Regions from separate parts of the Triticum aestivum genome. Here region 2 is linked to region 1. A link is a contact called in public Hi-C data. All regions are on one chromosome and are shown on one strand. Each heading gives the region's core, a stretch centred on a gene start, on an enhancer-like site or on the middle of the called end of the contact. The rest is flanking DNA. Distances are from core to core; before and after follow the strand shown. Region 1 holds the start of LOC123044422 (putative polyol transporter 1). Region 2 has its middle 94 kb from the start of LOC123044423.

Evidence for each region. Hi-C and Micro-C count contacts between places; a contact is called where the count stands out from the background.
Region 2: a contact with region 1 is called in a Hi-C map of leaf, with 10 times the contacts expected there. The contact joins the enhancer-like site here to the promoter of LOC123044422 in region 1. A contact is called at or near these places in 5 of 5 Hi-C or Micro-C datasets (leaf, root and an unstated tissue) and 1 of 1 datasets of contacts at active chromatin or transcription factors (leaf).

What each region holds. Positions count from the first base shown.
Region 1 is chr2B:215,543,795-215,551,126 of IWGSC CS RefSeq v2.1, forward strand. LOC123044422 (putative polyol transporter 1) reads left to right here and starts at 3,781. Exons shown (of 2, transcript XM_044467158.1): 1 at 3,781-4,038; 2 at 4,131-5,639. The coding sequence starts at 3,867. The coding sequence ends at 5,548.
Region 2 is chr2B:215,755,864-215,763,195 of IWGSC CS RefSeq v2.1, forward strand. No RefSeq gene overlaps it. Among protein-coding and RNA genes, the nearest start is that of LOC123044423, 94 kb to the left of the region's middle. Within about 2 kb of position 3,893, at least 2 of the 8 cell types and tissues checked have an H3K27ac peak or open chromatin away from gene starts, as enhancers often do. A contact at or near this core is called in leaf and root, where this site is marked.

The DNA of each region.
Region 1 (7,332 bases), core at 2,531-5,030:
CTCTGTCGTCTCGAATGACTGCTCCCATAGCTCCATGTAGCGCGTCATAGTCGAAGGCGGCATCTACGTTCAGCTTAACAAAGCCATTAGGTGGTTTTCTCCATCCGTCCTTCTTTAGTACTGCCTTTGGGTCACATGCAATAACAAAAATTTCTGTCATCGCTCTCACAGATGTGAAATTCTTTTCGCATCTTGCACATGCTCCTTGTGAACTAGCTAACTGTGCGGAGAGAGATTTTTGCGGCCGAGAGGTTTAGGCGCCTAAGATTTCGGGGTTGTTTAGAAAAGGTTAGACGCCTAAGATTGGGGAAGGAAGGAGTAACAACCATGTAAAATGCGGACACTTTTTTTAAAAAAAACTGAACATCTGGTGGAAATTCTGAATATTTTTGAAAATTGAATCATGTTTGAACATCCAACAATTTTTTGAACAAATTAAACACATTTTGAAAATCCAATTTATTTCGAACAACTTGAATACATTTTGAAAATTTCATTTTTTAAAAGCATGAACATATTTTGAAAATTTTGAACAACATTTTGTAAAAGCATGAACATTTCGAAAATTTTAAAAAGATATGTTAGTTCAAAATGTTAAGAATTTTTTTCAAACAAAGTTTAAAATATTTTGAATAATTTTATTGAGATATGAGGAGCTTGCAAACTTAAGAACTAACATTTTGAATAATTGTTTTAACATATATTGAACACTTGCTTGCTTTTCCGCTTCTTATGTGGCAAATGTAACTTTATAAATTTTCAGGTCGGTTTTTCAAGTTTTTTAAAACGGGTTTTGTTCTATTTTATTATGGATATTATTATTATTATTCCTCTTTCTTTTTTCTGTTATTTCAAACATGTGGATATTTTAAATTTAAAAAATTCAAATCTGTGAACTTTTTCTCATGTTTGAGAATCTTTTTCAATATCTCAAAAAAATGTAAGTTTTCATACTGAACTTTTTTTAGATCTAAAAAAATCTAATCCATGAACATTTTTTTCAACATCGATAAACATTTTTCAAATCCAGAACGCTTGGGCAAGCCCAACAGGCGCCCGACCTGAGCGATGCCATCTCCTAAACCCTAAACCCTAACCCTAATAAATTGGTTTTTACCATTTGTTTTTTATTTTGGTTAGTAAACCTAAAAACCGAAAATATCATCCTAATACAACATATCTATTTTTCGTTAACCCACTGATTCAGTTTGGTTTGGTAATGAAAAAGACTGATTTGATTCAGTTTTCAATTATACCAAAAATCTTTTTGTAGGTATGCGTACAAGCTACGATGCAGCTGCGAGCGCTTCCCCTATGAGCCGTCCTCTTATATCCACGATCACCTTTAACCTTTGAGCATACCTCCGCGATGTGGTACTAAACAAATAAGATGGTTGCCCTTTTTGGGTCTATAGTAGGGTGCATCGGGTGCAAATTAAAACTTTTCTACGTGCAGAACAACCAAGAACATGCTACGAGAGATGGATCACAGATCGTACCTCTAGAAGCACAGTGTTGTGCAGCGGAAGAAGAGTTGGGGCAGCGCGTCCGCGTGGATCGTCTCCTCCTCGTCCAATCTCCCTCGAACAACCGGTTGTCGGATCCCACGTACAGGTTGGCCGGAGCGGCGCAAGTGCACTGCCTCTAACGGTATCCGCGCGGGCAGAAGAAACACTGTGCGCTGGACTGCTAAGTCCGATCACACAGTTGGCGGCGACAGGAGGTGGCTATTCGCAACACATGCAAAACCTAGTGACAGCGCCAAAGTGATCAACCGAGTGAGTGTGCCGCACTACCACCATATATAGGCGTCCGTCGCAGGCTACTTGGGCCTCGCACGGACCCTAAAGGCCAAAATCTGTTCGGCCGGGATCCGAGTCCGAGTAGGATCACATCTGACTCATGGAGTCGGATCAGGCCTCACAGGTGCCTCCCTTAAGCGCGACCCCTTAGGTTCAAGTCGGCTTGGTCGTAGGTCGGATCACCTCCGATCTGCTCAACTGGTAGCGGTCTCTAGCAAAGCATGCTGACCACCAAGTAGACAATGAAGCCGGTTGGCGAACCTGTACTACACGTCACACTTCTGTTTCCTTTTCCACATGATATATGTTGTCGGGCTCAAGGCGAGTCTGTCATCGTTGTGCTAGCCCGGCCTCTTTCTCGTTCCAATGATGACGACCACAAACCGGATTATCTCATAATTCTTGTCTTATGACCATGCTTATCTTGGTCAGATCACACGAGGGGCCTAGAGTATATCTCTCCTAATTGGAGGGGCAAATCCCCTCTTGCTTGACCATGTCTCGCAGCATGGGTCTGGACAAGGCCGAAACCTACCTTTGTAATCACCCAATCATGGAGTAGCGTTTGGTAGGCCCAAAGCAAGTCTGTCACCATTCCGAGTACATGCGTCAGCTCAAGTCTTAGGACATAAAACATATGTTGTACTAGAGACTCACTGACGATACACATCGCTGCATCTCATAGTTTGGTATGTTCGACTCAGACCTCATCTCAACTCAGGATCCGACTATGTCGGATCCGACCAGATCCTTCCGAATCCATATTATCCGGTTAGCATTCAATGCTCCATGGTTAGTTAGACCAAGCCACCGACCGTGTCATATGCTATGTCTAGTCAGGTGCAACAAATCTGAACAGGACCTCCACTTCTTTTTCTTCATCTCTCTCGCAGGTTGTATGTTCTCTTACTCACACAAAAATGGCAGCGACCATCAGCAGGGATGGAGTGGGTAGGGTTTTCTCTTTGCTCCCTCACGAGGGAACACTTTGAACCGCTGAATGTAAAACAAATCAACGGTTTCACATGTGTTGGATTTGTGTGGGTTGATGTTGGACTGCCAAGGCCAACACACCTCCGACTTAGCCCGGCATTGTATGGATTTAACGTTGCAAGCATGAGATATCCAGATGCAGAGAAGCAAAGTTGAAATGTAATCAATCACTGTCCGTGTGTCCACGGGCATTTAAGGGTCCGGACTTACTGTCCATGGCTGTAGATACTCTTAGCTATTGCACACATGCTAGGACTGAGCGGGCTGCTAGCTACTGTGGTAGGACAATCCTGCCCGCAGCCTGAATCCAAAGTCAGCAGCCAGCAATTCAGCGTGCGTACCCAACCAGAAACGTAAGGTTTAAACGCGCGTGCGGCAGTAAGCATCAAAGTGATCCAGACAATCAAGGAAACAGCGACACCATTTTTAGCAGTCCAAGTTTCAACGTCGTGACAGGTTGAGTGGACATCCGGGTTGCTTGGCCATACCAGAGCGGACAAGAGGGCAGCGAAACGTATCCAAGCATCTTGCGGCGAGGTCGGAGATGACTGTACGTCTCGACGCGACCCCGGGTGATCATGCACCGCAGGGATGTAGCCAGCGCTTATGGGTCCACGGCACGTCATCAGTGACCAAGGTCCTGAATAGGACCCACATGATCAATTGATAATTCTTTGGGCCACGTTTTTCCTACTCCCTTCGTTTGGAATTACTTATCGCGAAAATGGGTGTATCTAGACGTGTTTTAGTTTTAGATATATCCATTTCCGAGACAAGTAATTCCGAACGGAGGAAGTATTAGTCTAAGATAAGATAGGCAGTCGGAAATCACTGGCAATTTGACAACGAAATCATGCAACATGTCTATGCTAGCTGCTAAATTTCTAATCTACTGCATATTAAAATAAGTGGGCAAGCGACCTCGTTGACCCATCACCCATGTCCATGGCGGGTGCACCCGTTTTTTTTTTTTGAAACGGCTATATGTACTGCGCAACACAGCACGGCAGTTCAGTCATCACTAGGCTGTCAGTCAGTCTGTTCATCGAACGATCAGTTCGTCCTAAGCAGATGAAAATGTCTCCGGAAAGAGGAGGAGCGGAGGGCAAGGAAGAAGGATCGAGGATGGCTTCTGCTGCGCTCCCGGAGGCGGAGGCAGTCCAGCCAAGGAACAAGGGCAATTTCAAGTACGCCTTCACCTGCGCCCTCTGCGCTTCCATGGCCACCATCGTCCTCGGATACGGTACGCACATGCTTTGTTTCCTTCCTGTATGTCGATAGAGTACGCATCTTCTTCTTCCTTGGGCCATGCATAATTCTGTTCCGACTGCCCAGACGTTGGGGTGATGAGCGGGGCGTCGCTGTACATCAAGAGGGACCTGCAGATCACGGACGTGCAGCTGGAGATCATGATGGGCATCCTCAGCGTGTACGCGCTCATCGGGTCCTTCCTCGGCGCGAGGACGTCCGACTGGGTCGGCCGCCGCGTCACCGTCGTGTTCGCGGCCGCCATCTTCACCACCGGCTCCTTGCTCATGGGCTTCGCGGTCAACTACGCCATGCTCATGGTCGGCCGCTTCGTCACCGGCATCGGCGTGGGCTACGCCATCATGGTCGCGCCCGTGTACACGGCCGAGGTGTCCCCGGCGTCGGCCCGCGGCTTCCTCACGTCTTTCACCGAGGTGTTCATCAATGTGGGCATCCTCCTTGGCTACGTCTCCAACTACGCCTTCGCGCGCCTCCCGCTCCACCTCAGCTGGCGCGTCATGCTCGGCATCGGCGCCGTCCCGTCCGCCCTGCTCGCGCTCATGGTGTTCGGCATGCCGGAGTCGCCCCGCTGGCTCGTCATGAAAGGACGCCTCGCGGATGCCAGGGCCGTGCTGGCCAAGACCTCCGACACGCCAGAGGAGGCCGTGGAGCGCCTTGACCAGATCAAGGCTGCCGCTGGCATCCCGAGGGACCTTGACGGCGACGTGGTCGTCATGCCTAAGACAAAAGGCGGCCAGGAGAAGCAGGTGTGGAAGGAGCTCATCTTTTCGCCGAGCCCAGCCATGCGGCGCATACTGCTCGCGGCGCTCGGCATCCATTTCTTCCAGCAGGCGACGGGCTCCGACTCGGTCGTGCTCTACAGCCCACGCGTGTTCCAGAGCGCGGGCATCACCGGCGACAACCACCTGCTCGGCGCCACATGCGCCATGGGGGTCATGAAGACGCTCTTCATCCTGGTGGCCACGTTCCAGCTCGACCGCGTCGGCCGGCGGCCGCTGCTGCTGACCAGCACGGCCGGCATGCTCGCCTGTCTCATCGGCCTCGGGACAGGCCTCACCGTCGTGGGTCGGCACCCGGACGCCAAGATCCCCTGGGCCATCGGCCTGTGCATCGTGTCCATCTTGGCATACGTGTCCTTCTTCTCCATCGGCCTCGGCCCCCTCACGAGCGTGTACACCTCGGAGGTCTTCCCGCTGCGGGTGCGCGCGCTGGGCTTCGCGCTGGGCGCGTCATGCAACCGCGTGACCAGCGCCGCGGTTTCCATGTCCTTCCTGTCCCTGTCCAAGGCCATCACCATCGGCGGCAGCTTCTTCCTGTACGCTGGCATCGCGGCGCTTGGATGGGTTTTCTTCTTTACCTTCATTCCGGAGACGCGTGGCCTGCCGCTGGAGGAGATAGGGAAGCTTTTCGGCATGACGGACACGCCCGTCGAAGCCGAAGACACCGCCACGAAAGACAAGGCGAAAGTAGTGGAGATGAACTAGTGAGCCAGGCGTCAACCAACTTTGCCGATGTACCATAGAGATGTAACTGATGAACGTGGTAATATACGCTATCACGGACTCGTGCTGCTCATTGATGGATTTTTTCTTTTACGAGATTGCTCATTGATGGATTGTTTGGATAAAATTTCAAGAGAATTGTTTCAAGTTTGGATCAATCCGGTAAAACGTTGACATTACATCTCTTGGCCCGTTGGTGCTGGTCAGTGTATCATTGACATCCCATTAGCACTTCTTTTTAGGGGTAACATCCCATTAGCACTTGAATTGCATGATGGATAGCTTTATGGGCGACGCTAGGCGCCGGTGCGCCGGCCCAAACGGTTCGGCCGGTCCAGCCCCAACCGTACGATCCAGCGAGGAGCCGTTCCGATCTATGCGTTGACTTCCCCTGCTCTTCTTCCTCTCCGCATGAAGCGCGGGCGCTGCTCACCTGCACGTCCTCCTGGCCCGCCAGCAACCACCTCACCTGCGCCCCCTCTCTCCGCCGCTCTCCGCGCTGCTGGATGCTGCACTCGCCGCCGGTCGCCGCCGTCTTGTCTCATGTATCTCGCCGGATCCACGCATGTAGCAAAAAGTTCGCCGGTGGGTTGCAGCTCCCCCTCGCTGGTGATGGTCACGGCTTCGGCAACACCAGTCGCCGGTTGCAGCTTCGCTAGATGCAGCTCTTGTTGCCGTCGGTTCCAGCCCGACGTCAGCCAGGTAGCAGGCGCTGCATCTTGAAAAAGAATGGATGTAGCAAAAGTCGTTGCCGGATGTAGCAAAAACCTACCACACTTGCAGCAAAAAGCCGTCGTTCACCGTCGCGGGTTGCAGCTCGGTCGTGCTGGATGTAGCAAAACGTGATGCCGGTTGTAGCAAAAAGCGACGCTAGTTGTAGCAAAACTGCGACGCTGGCTGTGTGTTGTAGCAAAATGTGACGTGGTTGTAGCAAAATGCTATGACGGTTGTAGCAAAATGTTATGCCGGTTGAAGCATGTAGCAAAAAACCGCGACGTTAGATTTGCTAGGACCAGCGCCGCCCGTCCTCGTCGTTCAGCGTGTGCCCGTGGTTGCAGGCTTGCAGCTCTAGTTGCTGCGCCTGACAGTTCCCACAGCTTCGCCGGCGGCGACTCGGAGCCGTAGTTGGGCGGAGGCCATGGCTGAGATCCGAAAGTTGCAGAAGGCCATGGCCGTGGGGAGCTAGCAGGGATACGAATTGGGGAGAAAGAAGGGAGAGGGGCTCGCCGGCCATGAAGGAGAGGCGGCATTGGGCGCCGTCGCAGGCGAGCACTCGCCGCCGACGAGAGAGTTTCTGGAGGATGCGACCAACGTGGGGCGTGTGTGGAGGAGCAGAGTCGTGATGGGCTGGAGGTAGAAGAAAAGGAGGAAAAGTCGTGCGGGACCCACCATATACATGTGTCTCGTGCGGGGTGGTTGTTTCCGTATCGCATGAGCCAGCGTGGCGTACGAGACCGGTGGAAAGTTCGACCGTTGCGCCGGCTCGAAACGTTTCCCTAGCTTTATCTGGTGGCATTTGGCATCTGTTGGGTTAAATCGTCCTATCAACCTATATCTATATATGTATCTGTATCTATATCTATATCTATATCTATATCTATATCTATATCTATATCTATATCTACTAATAAAGAATGGAGTGTTTTCTTCAGTTCACCGTCACACCATTTTATAAAAAACCCTTCTGTTTTCTGTAAATTAACCTGCAGTACACGTTGAAGTCATAGTCGAACCTTTTTTTTACATTTTTCTCGGTCAAAATTACT
Region 2 (7,332 bases), core at 2,643-5,142, 210 kb after region 1:
ATACTTGTGGGTTATCAAATAACTCGTGGATCTCCGTTCGACGGACTGCTATGTCACCCATGCATCTCGTATCAAGCCACTGTGGTGGAGGATGGGAAGGGCTGACGATGGGGAGCCAACTCTCCATTGAACTAAAGATTTAGTTTGTTTCTAGAGCTCACCAACCGTGGTGCTCAATGCGGAGCTACAATGCCTATAGAGGTCATCTTCTCTTGGGAGAGGGACCTTGTGTGATCTATGGCTGGTCTCCCTATGTTGTTGCCGCATATTCGGGGACCACTTGGAGCTTCGGCATCCGTCGACGCCCACTCTCTTTATTTCCTCGGTCTAGATGCCAAAAGGGTGACAGTGAAGGTTCAAATGTGTCTAGTAGCATGTGTAATTGTAGATCTAGGCTTCGGGCTCTGGTAGCATAGAAAAGAGAGCACATGTCTTCTATAGTGATTGGAACGCTTTGAAATATAACCCTAGAAAACTCATAGGAGTTTGATTCCTTGTGGGCTAGGTTCAACCACCCTCCTAGGCATCCCCTCACGTGTTGGTTCTATGTATTTTCTTAAATATGTCATTCCTTTTTAACACGTTTCGACCCCTGACTTCGGTGAATATTGTTGAGACATTTGTCGAAGCTAAGAACCTAGCAATTTCAAGGCATTCTTTAAATGTGGCTTCTAGTAAATTTTAATTTCAAGCCAGTTAACACATAAGTAATGCAATTTTAGCGCGACATATAAAAAAGTTTGTGATTGTGATGGAGGGAGTAGTATTCGGGTTCTCCAATTTTTGTTTTTCTTTTTCCTCTTTCGCTTGACACGCTTTCATGGTGCATGCATCATTGAAGCATACAAAAGAAATAGTGCCAACTCCTCGAGACCCTTTTTGAGTATATCTAATGAATGATTAGGGAATCATTGAAGTTGTGTGTAGACTAATTGTCCTTTGTGCCAGCACAATAGTCAACTTGATTTGTAGATTGCCAAATACACGTGGAAAGCGAGTATATTTGGTTTCAACTTCTTCTAGGCCAATCAACGACTGGCTTAGTTGGCTAATTTGTTTTTAAAATGGTGTGGCTAGGTCTGTCGACTGAAACTTAAGCAAGTCTTAGTCGAGTGACATAACATATAAGAACGAAAAAGGAAAATAGAAAAGAAGATTTTTCTTTTTTTGCAAATAACTGAAAAAAGATTTTACACGGATCTCAGTTTAAGATCTCATAAATATAGCAAAGAGTGAGACATAATGAAGTCTTAGTCGGCTGAGATTTAGCAAAACCGGATTTAAAAACCTTAACTGAGGATGCAGATTAGCATATATATACTCTTACATTTTACTAGTAGGTCCTCGCAAAAATATATATTTTACTAGTAGTTCCGGCGTCACGGAAGAACCTGTGGAGATATTCTGTCAGATTCGTCAAACTCTGCCGGTGCAAAACGAAGGAGCGACGGACGCATTAGCCGTCCTGGGCCGTGCACGTCGACCATGATCTCTCTACAATAACCATTTTAATTACGTGCCCGATTAATGTAAACGAACTGAGTTGGCGTGCATATTTTTTTGCGTGCAGATTTGTACTGCCGAATCTTGTGGAAGTCGGCAGGACGGTGCAAAATTTGCAGATTACCACGCAAAGTATGTACTCCCTCCGGTTCAAATTTATTGACGCAACTTTAATACAGTACAACTTTAGTATAAATTATAATTTTCTGCTTCATCAACGATAGTTACACGCCGGGAAGAAGTTTAAGCTTGTCGACGTGAAGTCGTGGCGTGACCAGGGAGGCTCCTCTGCCGAGTGGAAGCGATTGTAAATTTGCAATCACAATTCGTTTTGGACGTATCGCCTGATAAGAGCTTTTTTTAGCCCACAATAAGTGTACAAAATTGAGATATTTATTTTGATAGGAAGGAAGTACCACAGCTGGTCGAAAACATGCAGCGGATCAGATCGGACAGCAGTGTATGTACGCACCAGGCACGAATCAGCCAACCGAAACCAGCAAGCATCAGGCAGGCACAAATATATGCAGGAGCCGCCCATCCATGGCTAGAAGGTCGGCATCACGCGCGTAGACTTTATCCTCGTTGGCTCGCTAGGACCGTCCACCCGATTCCGTCGCGTGGCCGCGGTCGCTCCAGCAACCTCGCGGTGCAGACTGCACAGCTCAGCCCAACTCCATCGCGTGTTCGTTTTATCCGGATTCTGTCTGTTTGGATAGGGCAATGGGGTTGTGCCCGGACAGTTTCCGGGATGCAGCGGCCGTGCGCCCAACGCAAAGACGCATCCCGGCCGCATCTTGTCCGTGTGTACATTTCTTTGCAAGTCCTTAAATTTTTTTTATCATTCCTTTTTGATACATGACAATACATCATTACATTTTGATTAGTAAAGCAAGGCCAAAAAAAATAAAAACTACAAGAATACATTTGAGAAGATACCCAATTTCCATAACTGCTCCCTTAAATTGGGTTAGAGCCTTCTTGATGTACTCATTGTTGATCTGTGGAGGAGGCTCGACGTTGCACCCTCCTTTCTTCTTCAAGCCAGAAGTCGACGTTGCTTCCTCACACGTAGTATCGTGCCTTGTTGCTTCTTCGCACGTAGTATCGTGCCTAGCCTCTAATCTAGCAACAAGTGCACTTGTCTCATCTAAAGCCTCTAGGCTAGCTAAAAGTGCACGAATATGTACTACATTTCGCTCTATCAATATATCGATGTATTCTTCTTCCCAATACCAAAACTTGCAACCATTCTACACAATAAAACTTAAAGTTAGGACCACTAGTCTATTACGAGAGCACAAACTGAAGCTAAAAAGAGTACATACCCCATCGTTTAAGCACTTGATAAACACCCATCCAGGATGCTCTGACGTTGTAGACACGCGGCGCACGGTCACCCTTGTGCAGTGGTCGCACTTGATGAGGGGCAACGGTGCGCCGATGAGCTTTTGGGCAAGCACCGAGCCCGGCCGGCCGCCATTCGTGTATCTGCCGGCGGACCACCGACGGTGCAGATCCGAACGGCTAGAGGACGAGCCACTGCCTGCATGTGGCCTGGCGGCCCTGCCAGGGCCTTCCGGCGAGGTGCCCGGCCAGTCCATGGCGCGGCCCGGCCTCCCACAGCCGGGCGAGCTCAAGACCGACCGGATCCGCCCCAAATCCGGCCGGCGGTTGCGCAAACCAGGTGGCCGTGCTTGGGTAGCTCGGCGACGACGAGGGGAAGGGGCTGGGCGAGCGCGCGTCCGAATTGCACGGCTGCAATGGCAGCGGACGGCGGCGGCGGCGAGGGGAAGAGTGGGGAAGAGTGGAGAAGAGTGGAGTGGGATGCGGCCGAAAGGAGGGAGGGGGCCGGATAGAAAAAGGCCCGTCCTGTGCCACCGACGGGCTGGCCAGGGGAGGACACGCGGAGACGGCCGGCGCGTCCGCGTGGTATCCGTTTCACCCCAAAACGGCGCAAACTTGGACCGCGGATGGGTCAAAAGCGAACACAAAACGGACAAAAGTCCCTTTGCTCCCGCGAGCTGAGCCACCTCGTTTGTCCGTTTTATCTCAGACGGACGGCCCGGACAAGATGGGTCACGCGATGGAGTTGGCCTCAGGCCGCCTCGGAGTGAAGGCAATGGCCCGGGTCTCTCTCCATCCAGCGAGAGCCGCGCTCGGTGAGCCTCATTTCTCTTCCGGGATTTCAGAGACTTTGACCAGGCCGCACCACGCGCGACGACCCACCGCAAGAGGGCGGCAGGCCGCGGTCGCTGTCGCGGCGTCCATCTCTTTGACTACTCCGAATTATGGCGATCCGGTTGGGGATCTGTTCATGAGCTGGTCGTTCCTCGACCTCCTGCTGCCCATACCTCTGCCAGTTTAAGCGAGGTGCGAGTGGCCTGTGGTTCAGGTCTACCACCACCGCCTTGCTCTGACCGTTGGACTGCGTGTTCGACGAGGCTGCTGCCCTGCCACGAGTGGGCTCGACGTGGCGCCCCGTCGGTCAGGGGCCGGCCCACTTCAAGTCATGGGTATTCAGTTGAATACCCATTATTTTTGTCAAGGAACTAGGTATATATAGTGTATAATACGTTCATAGGTGAGAAAAAGAGAAAAACTAACAGAAAGGCTGATGGGTGCACGCGTTCAGCGCAAAAAGCCCAAAACACTAGTCTGTTTGCTCCCTCCCCACCGATGGCCCATTATCTTTGCTTCCTCCCAGCCCATACGAGAATTGTTAGTTGGCCTGATCGCTCGCACGAAAATAGAGAGCGATCCATCAGGACCGTCCCACGCACGCAGAGAACTGCCGCATCGCCTCCCAAAATTCCGATCTCGCAAGCAGGGGCGCACGGCGGCCGCGGCAGGCAGAGGCAGACCACGGACGGCCAACGGCGGCGTGGCCGCACAGTTCAGGCGCCCGGCCTGCTGCGTGCGATTGTCCGACTGAACGTCCTGCGTCGACATTGTCATTTTCTTCTGTCATTCTTCAGACATTCAGACTTCGGTACTTCTTCCGCAGTTCCACTGTCTAGCAACAGAAATCTTCAATTTTTCCTTATAAACAGTACGGATGTACAAGGGTTTTAATCTGGCTAATTGGCTTCTTATTTCGGTATAGGATTCTTAGACTGAATTCATAAGCAAGGACTGAATTCTTAGACTTGTTTGAGAGTTGAGACCTCATATTTCAGCACAATATAAGGTATTGCGATTTGAGACTTGTTTGACAAGATTCATAAGGATAAATTGTTACTGTAAATATGAGAGTCGTTTAGGGTTATTCAGTATAATACATTCATATTATTTGCAAATTGTGACATGATTTTGCAATTGACATTCATAAAATCACTCAAGTTTGAGAGTATTACTTGTAAAATAAGTACTCTCAAACTTGAGTGATTTTTATGAGTATATAATATATAGTTTAGAAGACTTGCCACATCAATGCGGCAATATGTCTACAGTTTAGAACATTCTTTATGAACAATTTTTAGTTCTATATGTTGACAATTTTTTACTTTATATAGTTTAGAACTAGTACAATATGTTCCTATAATCGGTTATATGCGCCAAAAGGAAGGATATAGGAGTCGAAAAAGAGTTTTTAAAATTTGAATACACAGCCTTCAATTCCTGGGCCCGCCCCTGCCGTCGGTACGATTATACACAAAGACAATACAACGCGCCGCACGTTTGCGGGTTGCGGCTAAGTGAATTTAATATGGTCGATGATTAGGATCACCACGATAAGTGAAGTTGTAAGTCCATGCATGGGCAGCTGGGCTGCCTGTCTGTGCGGTTCGTCACACCTCACCGTGACGACGAGTTTGTGTATCATGTGGAAAATTGCACGTATGAAAAAGACCCACTACGTTACGTACGGCGGCACTGCATGTCCGCATGATCTTTACAACACACATGAAAAGGTGCATTAACTTCATATGTATTGAGCCCGCAAAGAAAAAATCATATACTCCATATCGGTAGCTGCTTTTCACGTGCACAATAGTTTCCGTTTCTCTTTCGAGGCTGAAGTTTCTCCCTGACTAAGGCACGTTAGGATCTTCTTTAAAAAAAAAGGATGACCCCCGGCCTCTGCATCTGCAAGATGCATACGGCTACTTTATTGATTATTCTTGAGAACCTTACAAAATATTACAACAATATACCTGAAACCGCCATCTTGGCAACATATGCCACTACTCCTATTCATATGAAGAAGGGGTGCTACCTGGACCAAATACCCGGACTACTCACCTAAGCCTATCATCAAAAGCCAGAAGCCCCAACCGAGCCATATATCGGGTCTGAGACATAAACTGGTCTGACGCACTCACATGTGTCGTCGCCGCCATCTTCCACAGGTCCGTCTTCAGAGCAGATATTGAGGCTTCTACCTTGTCAGACCACTCCACCATCGACGCCACCTTGACGCCAGACAACTACCTCCACCTGCGCGAGTCCATACCGCGCATCGGGCGCTGAGTCTCCACTGCACCACGCCGCTGAGATCCGCCGTCATCAATGTGAAGGATGAAGCACCGCTCCACCAAAAAAGGCGCCCGCTGGTCCCTCGATCCCGTGTACGCCTCCAAGAATGACGCCCCCAAGGAGGAAACGACACCAACGCGCCGCCGTCATCCGATCAACTGATCTAGGGTTTCCCCGGAGGTAGCGGATAGAGGTCTAGAGCTTCTCCACGGCGATGCCTTCAAGAAGGTAATGACACAAAAGGGTGCCACCAACGCCGGTCTTGGCATCAAGCCGAGCACAAGGTTTTCACCCGGATCCGCTCGAAGAACCTCCATCACGTATTGTGTGCACGGGTCGCCGCCGATCTGAGTCGCCGCACATCGAGCAGGCCGCATCGGCCAGATCAGATCTGTCCGGAGGGCACAACCCGCATGGTGCCGACCCAACCACCAGGCCCTCCATGCCACCACCGCCGATCCGAGGCCAGATGATCTGTCACCGCAGAACCGACCGCCGCCGTCGAACGCCGCTACGCTGCCCGAGGCAGGGCCGGCTGCCGCACCCGCCACCATCGCCGCCCTTGGCCGAGGTAGTCGCCGCGCCGCCGGCGGAAGGCAAGCCCGCTGCGCCGCCAGGCCAGATCGGCCGTGCTACCCACGCCGCGGGACTCCGCACCGCCCCCATGGCGCAGGCAAGAGGGAAGACCCTCGCCACTGGAGTCAGCCCCGGGCTATAGCCGGCGGCGTCCTTCGACGGCGGCGGAGGGAGGGGAGGAAGGATGGGGATCCCCAGCGGCCAGGGTTTCAGATCCCGCCCGAGTCGCCCGAGCGGGGGTGACGCGGGGGGCGGGGCAGGGGCCGTTAGGATTTTCTTCTACTTGGCTCTTTCTGAACACTTCGTTTTCACCAGTCTACCTGTGCAAGAGAGTCAACAGGTCAACTGTAAGAGGGTTTGGAACGTGTGGATGGATTGCGAGTGCATGCGGTGTGGATGTGAATGCAACACCGGCGTGACAACATCGCCTGACGGCTAGTCGGCCACGAGAGATCGACGGAGATTATATTGTACGCCGTACTACAAGTCAGTGCGCCAACGTTTCTTCTTGCTTTGCTTGGAGCCTGTGTAGTGTGCACGAGCCGCACGCACGGTAAGTCCGATAAGGCCTCACTCAATTACGTAACCGCGACAGCGTCATTTTCTATGCTGTTTTTCACCTCTTTCTTCTTTTTTTTGAGTGGTTTTTCACCTCTTTCTGCGTGGTCCTTTCCTGGGTACCCCTTTCTGAATTGAAGGAAACTTGAATTTAAACCAGGTCCGGACAAATGTGGCCGTGTTGATGTAACTGGCACGAGTCAAGTGGCCGGAACC